Regions from separate parts of the Cyprinus carpio genome. Here region 1 is linked to region 2. Evidence: chromatin contacts called from public Hi-C data. All regions are on one chromosome and are shown on one strand. The core of a region is the stretch at or near the end of the contact, and the rest is flanking DNA. Distances in the headings are between cores, read along the strand shown. Region 1 holds the start of LOC122136875. Region 2 holds the start of LOC109054263 (C-factor-like).

What was found. A called contact is a pair of places that touch in the nucleus more often than the background predicts.
Region 1: a Hi-C map of skeletal muscle shows a contact between it and region 2, with 10 times the contacts expected there. The contact joins the promoter of LOC122136875 here to the promoter of LOC109054263 in region 2. A contact is called at or near these places in 2 of 8 Hi-C or Micro-C datasets (red blood cells and skeletal muscle).

What each region holds. Positions count from the first base shown.
Region 1 is chrB3:14,976,445-14,982,712 of ASM1834038v1, forward strand. It overlaps LOC122136875, which reads left to right and starts at 4,270. Exons shown (of 6, transcript XM_042721466.1): 1 at 4,270-4,878; 2 at 4,957-5,015; 3 at 5,156-5,283; 4 at 5,534-5,752; 5 at 5,871-5,975. The coding sequence starts at 4,736. LOC109052204 (potassium channel subfamily T member 2-like) reads left to right here. Exons shown (of 30, transcript XM_042719837.1): 29 at 845-929; 30 at 1,125-3,155. The coding sequence ends at 1,242.
Region 2 is chrB3:14,215,514-14,221,977 of ASM1834038v1, forward strand. It overlaps LOC109054263 (C-factor-like), which reads right to left and starts at 2,025. Exons shown (of 6, transcript XM_019071555.1): 1 at 1,826-2,025; 2 at 1,690-1,744; 3 at 1,348-1,535; 4 at 912-1,073; 5 at 691-801. The coding sequence starts at 1,972.

The DNA.
Region 1 (6,268 bases), core at 3,020-5,519, 760 kb after region 2:
GTGAGTGTGCACACCGCTGGGTGATATACTGTAGCTAAAAATATAATTGCATATCAAATATCTATGTAAATTAATCAGCATTATAGCTGAAAAGATTCGATGTCTAATGAAAGTTGTAAAAATTCAACAATTTCTTTTATAGAAATTATTGCTTTCATTCTGTGAGGATGCATTAAATTGATCAAATGTGACAGTAAAGACATTTAGAGTCTTACAGATGATTTAAAGACACATGGTAGCAATAAAAGCAATAAAATCCTGAGAAAAGGGATTGATTTCCACAAAAAAATATTAAGCAGCACAACTGTTTTCAGTTCATTAAGAAATGTTTCATAAGGAGTAAATCAGTATATTGGAATGATTTCTGAAAGATCATGTGACACTGAATACTTTGGAGTAATGATGCTGAAATACAGCTTTGCATCACAGGAATAAATTAAATTTTTTAAATATATTCAAATAGAAAAATGTTATTTTGAATTGTAATGATATTTCATAATATTACTGTATGTTTGATCAAATAAATGCAGTCTTGGTGAGCATAAGAGACTTTACAACATTAAAACAAACTTTTAAACAGTAGTGTACATGTAGCAGTATAAAAGTAAAGAAAAAAACAATATAACAATAATTATTATTATAAAATATATTACATTGATGATAATGATAATAATAATCATAATGTTCTCTGGATACACCAAGGAACCTGATACTTCCTTCAGGTCAATTTGCAAAATGAATCATTCAAACATTTCGCTGTCTATTCTGATTCTGTATGTTTATAGCTGTTCTCTTGTGTGTAGACTGTAATTTATAGTCTTTTGTCCTGCTCTTCTCATGTCAGATGGGATGACGGACCAAGGCAACAGACTGTCTTATATTCTTATCAACCCTTCACCCGACACACGCCTGGAGCTCCATGATGTCGTGTGAGTATGATGACATCACAAGATAGCATTTTAAGGCCGTTTTTGCCTAATTAAAAATGATTGTTTTATTCAATATTTGTGCATGCTACGTATTTTGATGCTTGTTAGAGTATTGTATTCTGTTCCGGAAACACTCATGTGGCTGTTTGTGCAACAAATCTGGACTGAGCACAGTGAATGTGGTCATTCCTGCAGGTATCTGATCAGACCAGACCTTCTGTCACCAGTGCCTAACCAGGCCGGCGGTCGCAAGCCCAGCGCAGGGCCAGCGGAGGGACACAGATATGACACACAGGACAGCACTCATCTATAAACACAATCACCACAGGCCACCAGCAGCACGAAAAGATGGGGACATACTTATACATATGTGTGTGTGTGTGTGTGTGTGTGTGTGTGTACGGTTGAGAGAGAGAGAGGAATACCTGTGCAGATGGGACTGTGAGCTAATATACACTGTAAAAAGTGATCTAGCTTTTATTTGCCTTTAATCAGCTTTCATGTTAAATAGTCAATACAACTGAAACTGTTGAGAGATCACAATTTTTTAAGCTTTCATTGAATCAACTAATGGATGCTTTTCAAGAGCCAAAATTAGAAGAAAATAAAATATATATATATATGTTTTGCATAAACAAAATGAAGCCTTTTAGGACCGTTTTGAATTGTGATACTATTTTCATGACAATTAAATACATTTGTTTCGTTTTGGAATAAAAGTCATAGCTCGTTTTACATGCTAAAAAATTACTTATTTTCCATTAAAAATATTCCATTAATATATGGTAATAGTAATTGTCACGATCATAATGGTCCTAAAAGTAGGCTTCATTCTTTATAATTGTTCTCTTAAGAACATGGTTCAAATAAATAAAAACAATATTGCCATGCCTGCTTATTATAAGCACTTTTGGAATCTTTTTTTTTTATCAGTCATATGTTTCAGCCTCATGCTTTGCCCCAGTAGCACAATAAAGTGTTATGACTTCTAATATAACTTGTAAAATCCTTACCAAACTACGTTAACTTAACTTTAAGTAAGTATGATTCTGTAAATAACAGGAGGTAGAATGTTTAACTTAAAGGTTTATCTAATGTGTCTAGAATGATCCTATCAAATGTAAAAGATAAAAGCTGTCAGTGTATAAAACAAAAGAGTCTGTACAAACCAAGAGTGATTTTTCAAGATGAAAATGCCATCTTTAAGGCACAGGTCATCCATAATTCTAGTTCTTTTAACAGATTCTTCACCACAATTTGTGTTTCTGCAGGTCAAGGAATGCTCATGGCTTTGATTCCCAGGGAAAAACACACATAATGATAATAGTTTACTTTAGATACACAGTAAGATTAAAATGTATGATTGACATTCCAGACAAAGCAACTGGGTAACAAACAGGGAACATTAAAACTATTAAGTTTTAAAATACTCACAACGAACAATATCTGTTGAATCTTTTAAATGACTGCATAAAGTCAAAGTTTTTAAATCAAATTAACAATTACCAATTGTAACAATTAAAAATTCATTAAATTAATAATAAATCTCCAAAGAAAACACCAGATTCATTTTAAATCACATTAATGCAAATGGATTCCAAACTTTTGTATATTTAAGCAACAAATCACTTTTTACAGTGCAATCTAATCCTTATTTTCTTACTAAAGGACTTTCCAACGCATGGACCTTTGGAAAAACTCATTTACATTTGATTTATGTGTCAAATTATTTTTGATGCCAGACAGCCGAGGCCACGTAAGTGCATTTATGATGTACCTTGTATTAGTCTCTGTGCATGTGAATGTATGTTGAATAGCCAGCACTGCCGATCTTAACTTGGACCGCCAAAGGAACACGCTGCCAAATGCCCGTGGACGGAGTTTGATCTCTGTTGCTCTGTGTCATGTAAATTCAAATGTAAATTCAATGTCTTGTCAGCTGCTCTGAGGACCCTGGGATTCGTCAAGCCGTATCAGAAAGGCAGCGCTTGTACGTTTTGTGAATGTTTTCTACCGTTCAACTGTCTCTGGACTTGCATATTGCTTTGCAAGCTGCCAAAAAGGATCTTATTAAATGGCCATTGAACCAAATGAATGATCCGCAATCTTTCTCATTCTTTTACCAAGACATCTGTTGGTTATTCTCAGAGGAGGTTTTAGGAACAATCCTTCTGTGTCTTCAGTGACATTTTGAAGTCATCGTCTTTAAAGAAAATGTCATTCTTTTCTCTGTTTGATGTTTGCTTTGATAAGATCATCTGTTCAGCTTTGGGTTTGTGGGTTTATTTGTTTTATTCCCCCATCTATTGAGATGTTTCTGCCTCATTTTCAGTATAATATCCTGTTGCTGGCATGCATGCTAAAAAACATGCATGTATGGACCAAGGATTTGTTCGTCCTGCCATGAAGTACAGGAGTGAGTGAGAATGTATCGTCCTGCAGCTCTGTGATGACAATGCACTTCTGCCTTGATTCAGTGCCATTCAAACACACGAGCATAATAAAATCAACCAAACCGATGACTTGTCTCTCGTGCTTCTATGTGTGAATTCACCGAAAGGCTGCCAAGCACGTCAAGCAAAGCATCTCACCCACGCACACTTTTCCAAAAATTTGTTTTTTCAGACCATGACCCCTTTTTTAAATGTAAATACTGTATGCGGCCTACACATTAACAGGGATATTTTTAGAATTGAATCTGACCAGCTCACACACTTTTCTCTTTAACTGATGTGAACTCATATTTTGGTTAACAGAGAGAATTACTCACTATAATTAAACTGCAAACAGCACTCCAACACGAGTTCCATTATTCTCACAGATGTCCTGTTTCAGTGGTGAATGACAGTTTTAAATAAAAGTCATGTTTTGATGTGTTGCAGTTACAGTTCTACAGGGGAAAAGGTTGCTTTAGGACACGTGTCAAACACGTGTCAAAATTTCCAGGGGAAATGGCTATCAAAATCGCTCTAAACTCACATTCTGAGGGTCCCACTTTGGTCGAAATTGCGTTCCGGGGACGTGGGGGATTAGAAATATAATAAAAATAGATAGGGTCCCAATAAACAACAGATGATGAATAAGGCAGAAAGAGGTGAAGAATCAAGTTTTGTTTAAAAAGCCATGGCAGGCCTCAGATGGACTGTGCTTGAACAAAATCAGTCAAGTTCCAAGAAAGAGGCCATTTCTTAATCACTGGAAGAATTAGAGGAAACCATGATTCTGCCAAATGTTGCCAAGTACAAACACCTAAAAGCTCTACAATAGAATTATTGCAATGCTCTTCTTACTGGGGTTTCCATATCCACACTAAACAAATTGTTTACCATGTGTACAAAATTAAGATCCTGACTGGGACTAGGACTAGTAGTCTTTGCACTGGCTCCCGGTTAAGCAGCTTGGGCATTTTGCAAAAGGGTAATAGGGTAGGCTATTAGACATTGAATGTTAAAAAAAAAAAAAAAAAAAAGCTGTTGAAAATTTCCAGTTCCACTACTTGGGAGTTGTGCAAATATTTTTTTTTGAAACAACAATGTATTGCATATGAGGGTTTTCTATTTAAGTTTTCACAGAGACTTTATTTGAATAAACAACCACTATATCCCCACCAGGTGTACTATTGTTGCAATAACAAGCAGTCATTATAGTATTCTTGATTCACCATCTGATCATATCATTTATAATTTTCTCTGTCATATGTGCTGCATGAGTACAATACCCCAGTGCAGTATGGGCGTGGAGTTAACTTGAGTTGTATAAAAAACAAAGGTGGGGCAGATTAGGTGCCAGAAGCTGACTAGCACAACATGGCAGCAACGAAAGCAGGCAAAATCTTGATCACTGAAGCCAAACGGGGCTTGGGCTTAGAAATGATTAAGCAACTCTCTGAGAACTCTTGTCCCAATCAGCATATTTTTGCTGCCTGTCGTGACCCAGATGTGCCAAATTCTGAGTCTAAGTCTAACACAAATAGTGAAAAAAGGGAGATATTATAATGTGCCTTGTATAATTATGCATTTAATCTTCTAAAGGCATTGAGAGAACTGGCGAGAAAGCATCCAAGTGTTATAACTATCATACGTCTTGGTAAATGTGCACTTGGTACATTTAAAATTTTCTTGAAAATGCGAGAGAATTTGAGAATTTCAAAGAGAGTTTTCAGTGGTTTTTTGGTATCATTTCATTGCTTGATACTTTAGCACTAATGTTTGTTCTGTTACTTTTAGATGCTGATGATCCATCCAGTGTCAAAGACTTTGCCAAGAAAGTGGGATCTCTACTGGGAAACAATGGTTTGAACCAGCTTGTGAATAATGCTGACAGAAAAAGAAAGCTGATAGAAATAGAAAGCATTGTTAAGAGTTTTAAAGCAACAAATTGTAATTTGCCGGTATGGCCTGCAGGCTAGGGGCTTTCAATATTGTGTCACCAGGACACAGGTTATGAAGATGGTTGAAACAAGCTTTATTTGATCACCCTGACTGGACTAGTTTGGCCAGGCTGTGAGACCAGCTAGTCCCAAACACACTGCTGCATCATTACTAAAGTCAGCTGCTACATACAGTACATACAGTTCTACAATAGTAAAATGATTTGCCAGACAGACAGATGGAGTATGTGTTAAAATTACTTAAATAATTATTTATCTTTCTTTTATGTAGGAGTACCTACCGTATCTACAAATGGCAGCAAAAGCGAGCGGGACACCAGGAATGTCCTCTAATAAAGCAGCTGTCATGAAAATCTTCTCTGTGGTGGGATCCATCAGCACAATGCCTTCCATATATGAGCAATTCCCAACGTTGCCATATGGCGCGAGCAAGGTACGCCAATGTAATTCTAAGGCAATAGGTAAACCCTAACTCAATTCAGTGCATGTCTAAACAGTATTGATGGCACAATGAGATGATGTACACCTCAAACCTTATGTTTACCTATCAGGCAGGTTGTAACATGCTGACTGTGTTAGCTGCTGAAGAGTTTAAGGCGGATGAGATCCTCTGCATGGCCCTTCACCCAGGATGGGTGAAAACTGAACTGGGTGGAGTCAAGTCAAGTCAAGTCACCTTTATTTATATAGCGCTTTAAACAAAAAAGATTGCGTCAAAGCAACTGAACAACATTAATTAGAAAAACAGTGTGTCAATAATGCAAAATGACAGTTAAAGGCAGTTCATCATTGAATTCAGTGATGTCATCATCTCAGTTCAGTTCAAATAGTATCTGTGAAATAATTTGCAATCAAGTCAACAATATCGCTGTAAATGAAGTGTCCCCAACTAAGCAAGCCAGAGGCGACAGCTGCAAGGAACCAAAACTCCATCGGTGACAGAATGGAG
Region 2 (6,464 bases), core at 775-3,274:
GGGTCGTAACTGCGATGAACATGCTGAATTTCTGACTGCCAGAAAATTATCGTAGACTATCTTCGGTCGCAAGAATGTGACAACGGCCATCTTTGAACCTCTCTCACTGTACGACATAGGACCAACTATTAGGAGCCACGATCACAGAAATCGCCACGATTGTTTCACGATGCCAATCTTTTGTCTGGGTCAGCTGAAAATCGTGCAGAGTGTCTCGGGCTTAAGACACACTTTTTATGCCCAATCATGTTATTGACCTTGCCAATTAATCTTATTAGCTGCAAAATATTCCTAAAGCCGTTTCTTTTTCGTTTTGTCTTTTGGTGCCCCCGCACCAACTTTTTGAAATTTGTTGCGGCCATCAAATTCAAAATTACCTTATTTTTTCCCCTAAAATGGTACATTTCCTCAGTTGAAACATTTGACATGTTTCTATGTTCTATTGTGAGTAAAATATGGGTTTATGAGATTTGCAAATCATTGCATTCTGTTTTTATTTACATTTACAAAATGTTACAACTTTTTTTTTTAAACTGGGGTTACTGTATATCATACATGACATTTTGGACTGTTGTTGTTTCAGAGTGTTTCAGAGATTTCAAACATTTTGTATTTATATGCTCATTTTGATATGTTTCCTCCTTTTTTTGCTAATAATAAAACAAAATTGACTAATAAATCTACACTCACTTTTTCTCCACCCATTTCAGTTTTCACCCATCCTGGGTGAAGGGCCATGCAGAGGATCTCATCCGCCTTTAACTCTTCAGCAGATAACACAGTCAGCATGTTAAAACCTGCCTGGTATGTAAACATAGCCTTTGAGTTATACATCAACTCATGCCATCAATACTTCACGGTCAATGAGTAAGATCCAGTTTAACTTGTGCCAAAGCAGGACTTTAGTCTACCTTGCTAACACAATATGGCAACACTGGGAATTGTTTATATAAGGAAGGCATTGTGCTCATGGATCCCCCCAAAGTGGAGATGTTGATGACAGCTGCTTTATTAGAGGACATGCCTGGTGTCCCGCTGGCTTTGGCCGCTGTTTGTAGATATGGTAGGTACTCCTATACACAAAACAATAAAGAGAAATAACAATGGTGCAGCAGTGTCCAGTTAAACTGTTTTAAGCTTTTATTTTGGTACAATACTATGAAGCTTGCAAAATCTGCCATATCCAGTGACTAGTTCTTCCTCAAAAGCTCTAATTTTAGTAGTCTCTTTACAATAGTAAATGGCCCAGTCTAGATGTTTAGACATAATGCCACTGCACCAACACATTTAATTTTTTTTAAAGACAAACTGTTGTTTCAGAACTATTAACTATGCTTTCTACATTACCTTAATGATTAATAAGGGTCCTATCACGTTGGTGTTGAAGGTGTTTTTCATGTCTTCGGCACTGCTGGTCTGAATGGTGCCATTTGCCACAATGCCAGCATTATTCACAAGCAGGTTCAAACCATTGTTTCCCAGTAGAGACCCCACTTCCTTTGCAGACTCTTTGATACTGCATGGATCATTAGCATCTAGAAGTAATAGAACAAATAGCAGTTCTACAGTTCCATAATAAATATCTTGTCTCAGTAATAATATTACCGAATCTCAATAAGAAATCAATGACATCTGCATTGTTTCCAGTTGTATTTTAAAACGCACAAAGAAGGACACATGCACATTTACCAAGACGTATGATAGTGATCACACTTGGATGCTTTTTTGCCAGTTCTCTCAATGCTAAGAAAGATAATATACATTAAACAAGGCATATTTGGATTTCTCCTGGTGTTTCTATTTGTGTTAGTTATTTACAACTCACCTCAGACCTTGGCCCATCTGGGTCACGGCAGGTAGCAAAAATATGACGTTTTGGACAAGAATCCTCTGTGAGTTGTTTAACAGTTTCTAAGCCCAAGCCCCGGTTGGCTCCAGTGATCAAGATATTGCATGCTTTCACTGCTGCCATGTTCTGGCAATCTGCTTCGATGTGTCTACCTGTAAAACTGTTTTGTATGTGCAACCAAGTGAAAGCAACGCCCCATAACATTACGTAATATGCATTTTGCTTCATGCTGCGACCAGTGGCATAGAGCAAACTGCGCAGGCCCCCCCTCAAGAGTGAAAGGCGGGGCCCTCTCTGCATAATCAAAACTGCGAGTACAAGTGCCGTGCCATAAAGAGCTTCTAGTGAAAGAATGCAATAACGCATTTCACTTTAAAAACGTCCAAAACGTCCCTTTCTCCTATCATTTGTCTGCTCAAAGTCCTTCCCAATTCAAGATTCTAGATTTTATTTGTCACGAACAAGTTATATGACATACAACAAGCAGTGAAATGTATCAGTGTCTGATATGTCCATCTGACCTGCACGCTGGTTTTCAATGCTGAGAATCGCAAGTTCGGAAACCCTGCCCTGATTCATTGTGCTTCTCAGACAGGTTTTATTAGTTTTAGTTTAGAAAAAGACCTCTCGCCACTTGCCACTGTCACAGGGATGGTTAAAAAAAGTTTCAAGGCAGTAGCCACAACGCTTGGACGAATATATGCTTCAGAATCAGCGGCTCTGCCAGATGTTTAATTGAGCCCGTTACATTTTTTTTTTCTGACCGCATGGCACTTCGAAAGGAAAGCACCTGTGATGGAAATTCGGAGGGAATATCATCGTTGTAGGTCATTGCAAATGTTTCGGCAAATGCACGCAACTGATCATCAGCTAGGAGTTCACGTGGACGTAAAAAGCGGAATCGTCTCGCTATTGTATCCAAACCTTTGAAACGTTGTTTAAGCTGGATCAATACAAGCGTAAAACACACCGACTTTGAAACTGTTCTCGGGGTCTGTGAGACGCTGGTCCTCACTAGTTTCATCAAAGAAGCGCTTTAAAGGTCGTGCGCGTTTCTGAGTGAAACGGCAGCTGATGCCCCAGGATGCAGCAAGTCTTTGTGCGGTGCTTTTAATGTTCTAGAACTGATCTAGCAGTGATAAGGTGCTGCAAGTATTTTCCAGTAACGTAGCTGCTTGAAGAAGGTCCACGTCTTTTTTCTTTTTTCCTTTTTTTTCTCTGTGAGTGAGATGAATTAATACATGCTCACATTTAGTCTAGAAGTTTAGTTGAAATTATTTAAAAATCAAAATATTCTTAAGCTTCTATTTCAGTGGATATTGCATTTAAGCTCATTTTAAATGCACAGCAATACATTTCATTAGAAAAAAACAAAAACAAAAAACAAACAGGGATTTTTTTTTTTTTTTTTTTTTTTTTTTACAAATTCTGCCTCTCATTTTCCAACCCACTTGAAGAATGACCCATCTAGTCCTATAGCAGTATACAAATCCAAACTTTGATTCAAAATGGATTAGGCTATAGGCTACAGCATAGCAAGAGCTCTTAATCACTACAATTCTATTTTATTTAAGTTTCCTTATGCAAACATTGACCAGACTCCGGATTTTGAAATCAAGATAACGCAGTCAAAGACATAATTCAACCTCCCAACTCATGTCGTTCATTATAAACGAAAGGATGTTGGGCATGTGTAGTCACAAAAATGACAGAGTCTTACTCTCCTCTGGGATCGTGCTGCAGAATTCGTTTCAGCTCCATTCGTCTCTGTCACAAGGAGCCTGTGCTGATTAGAGGTAGAAATTATGATTTACGTAACAACGACTTCAGTTTGTGAGATGTCTATATTATGTACTTAACCCCACAATAGCTAAACATCAGGGGCCTAGCCATCATTTCAGAAGTGAGGGGGGCAGAAATGTTATATATACTGTATATATACAGTTTTTGAACAGTTAGATTTTTAATGTTTTATAAAGAAGTCTGTTCTGCTCACCAAGCCTGCATTTATTTGATCCAAAGTACAGCAAAAGTACTAATGCTGTGAAATATTTTTACTATTTAAAATAACTGCTTTCTATTTGAATATATTTTAAAATGTAATTTATTTCTGTGATCAAAGCTGAATTTTCAGCATCATTTCTTCAGTCTTCAGTGTCACATTCTTCAGAAATCATTCTAATATGCTGATTTGCTGCTCAAGAAACCTTTTTTATAATTATTATTTAAAATTTATTATTTAGTTGAGTACATTTTTTTCAGGATTCGTTGATGAATAGAAGGATCCAATGTTAGCATTTATGTGAAATAAAAAGCTTTTGTAACATTATACACTATACCAGGGGTGGTGAACGTCGGTCCTGGAGAGCCGCAGCCCTGCAGAGTTTTGCTTCAGCCCTAATCAAACACACCTGAACAAGCTCATCAAGGTCTGAAGGGTTACCAGAAAGCTACAGGCAGATGAGTTTTAATTAGGGTTGGAGCTGAACTCTGCAGGGCTGCGGCTCTCCAGGACCGGAATACGCCTCCCCTGCACTATACCATTCAAAAGCTTAGAGTCAGAATAATTTTTATTTTTCAGAAAATAAATTATATAAATTAATACTTTTATTTAGCAAGGATGCTTTAAATTGATCAAAAGTGATGATAAAGACATTTATAATAAAAATATTTCTATTTCAGAAAAATGCTGTTCTTCTGAACTTTCTATTCATCAAAGAAACCTGAAAAAATTCTACTCAGACGTTTTCAACATCATCATGATAATAAATGTTTTTTGAGCAGCAAATCAGAATATCAACATGATTTCTGAAGGATCCAGTGACTGGAGTAATGATGCTAAAAATTCAGCTTTGAAATCGCAAGTATAATTTTAAAATATATTCAAATAGAAAACAGTTTAGAAAACATTAACAATTTTACAGTTCAAAAACTTTTGACTGAGTGTATAGGCAACTTTATTTTTTTTCACTAATTTCTAGCTTTTAATTGGCTTAGCAATCAGATAACTGCTGTACAATAATCAATAATAATGATTTGTTAATGTTTATATAGGCTATTTATTACCTGGAGATGACTTGAAAAACAAAAATAAACCATATTGTCGCAATCGTATGTTCAATGACTTCATGTATCCAAATGTTTCTGTTTTTCTTTGAAAACAACTGTTTTCATACAGTGATAGCTGGACGCTTTTGCTAGAGCACCCCCGGCCTTGAGTATGAATGAAACACACACTGCATGAGTGTTTAGCGCTCCTCGATGTTCATCTCGCCTTCTGGGTCAGAATAAAACATCAAGTCATGCACAGACTATGCTGTCTCTTTGAGTTTAAATCTATATTTATTCACACCTTGAAAGCTCTTGTAAACCTCTATGCGAACACACTTGCCCGAAAAAGTGCGTGACAAATTTACCTGATATTAAAATTGGGCCATCCCCCGCGTAATCGACGCTCCTGCTAAACATTAACTTGCGACACTGCATTGCGTGCATTAGCCTACAGCAGAGATAGGCTATATGGAACAGTCTCAATGAAGCACTCTAACAACTACAGTGTCTCAACTGTCGTAGAGTTTGTACAGGAAACCTAAACCCGACGGTAAACCACTTTCAAATAAGCTGTTATGCACACTGGACGATAAACACCATGCAGTTGTGCACACCATGCACCATGCAAGGCAACAGTTTTTCAGAGAAATTTCAGCTTGACCGCAGAAAATGTAGCCTAGGCTATTATTAAAAATGTCTTTACACTCTTCCAGCCAAGGGTGAAGTCATTATGTATATTAACATTGTGTGAATTTGACTGGCGCTTTGGGCGTCAGGATTTTGAACAGCTCTGCGCTTTTTGTACCGTGTGCAACTGCCTTTTACTCTTCTGTCTCTTGCAACCAACATTAATATTCTCTTTATATTCAACGTAAATATATGTGCAGCGCCGGCACATGTCAAAATAACATCTTGTTTCTGAGTGGTGAAATCTCCTGAACCATCTCACCACAAGGAAACCCCACCCCACTTTTATTTTGGATACTATCCACTCGGGCATTTCATTCCCTTTTTCGGACTAGTTATGTTTATATTATATCATCTGTCTTGAGAGAGAGAGAGAGAGAGAGAGAGAGAGAGAGAGAGAGAGAGAGAGAGAGAGAGAGAGAGAGAGAGTGAGAGAGAGAGAGAGAGAGAGAACAAATAGAAAATATGAACGGATGCAGACAGAGTGAAGCTATGCTTTATTTCAGCTTGACCTGTAGCATTAGGCCTGTGCTGCCAGTTCAGTTATTGAAAGCTAAATAAAACTCAAGCAAAAACTACCCTGTAGAGAAATTGATTTCTAGCAATCATGTCAACCTTTCAAGACACGAGCTTGAGGTTTTTAATCAATATGCTTCTGTTTAATCCATCAGTCCACATAATTTCAGTTTAATTAAACGGTTAAATAGCAGTTTAATTCAGTTCAATAGCTGTTGTTGAATACCATTTGAAAACAAAAAAGACAGGTATATACTGTATGTATATATGCATGAGATGGTTGATTATCACTTTCTGGCCTATTCTCATCTTTCACCTATGCGTATTTTTGTTCTGCCTAGCTGCGATTTATCTCTAAGAT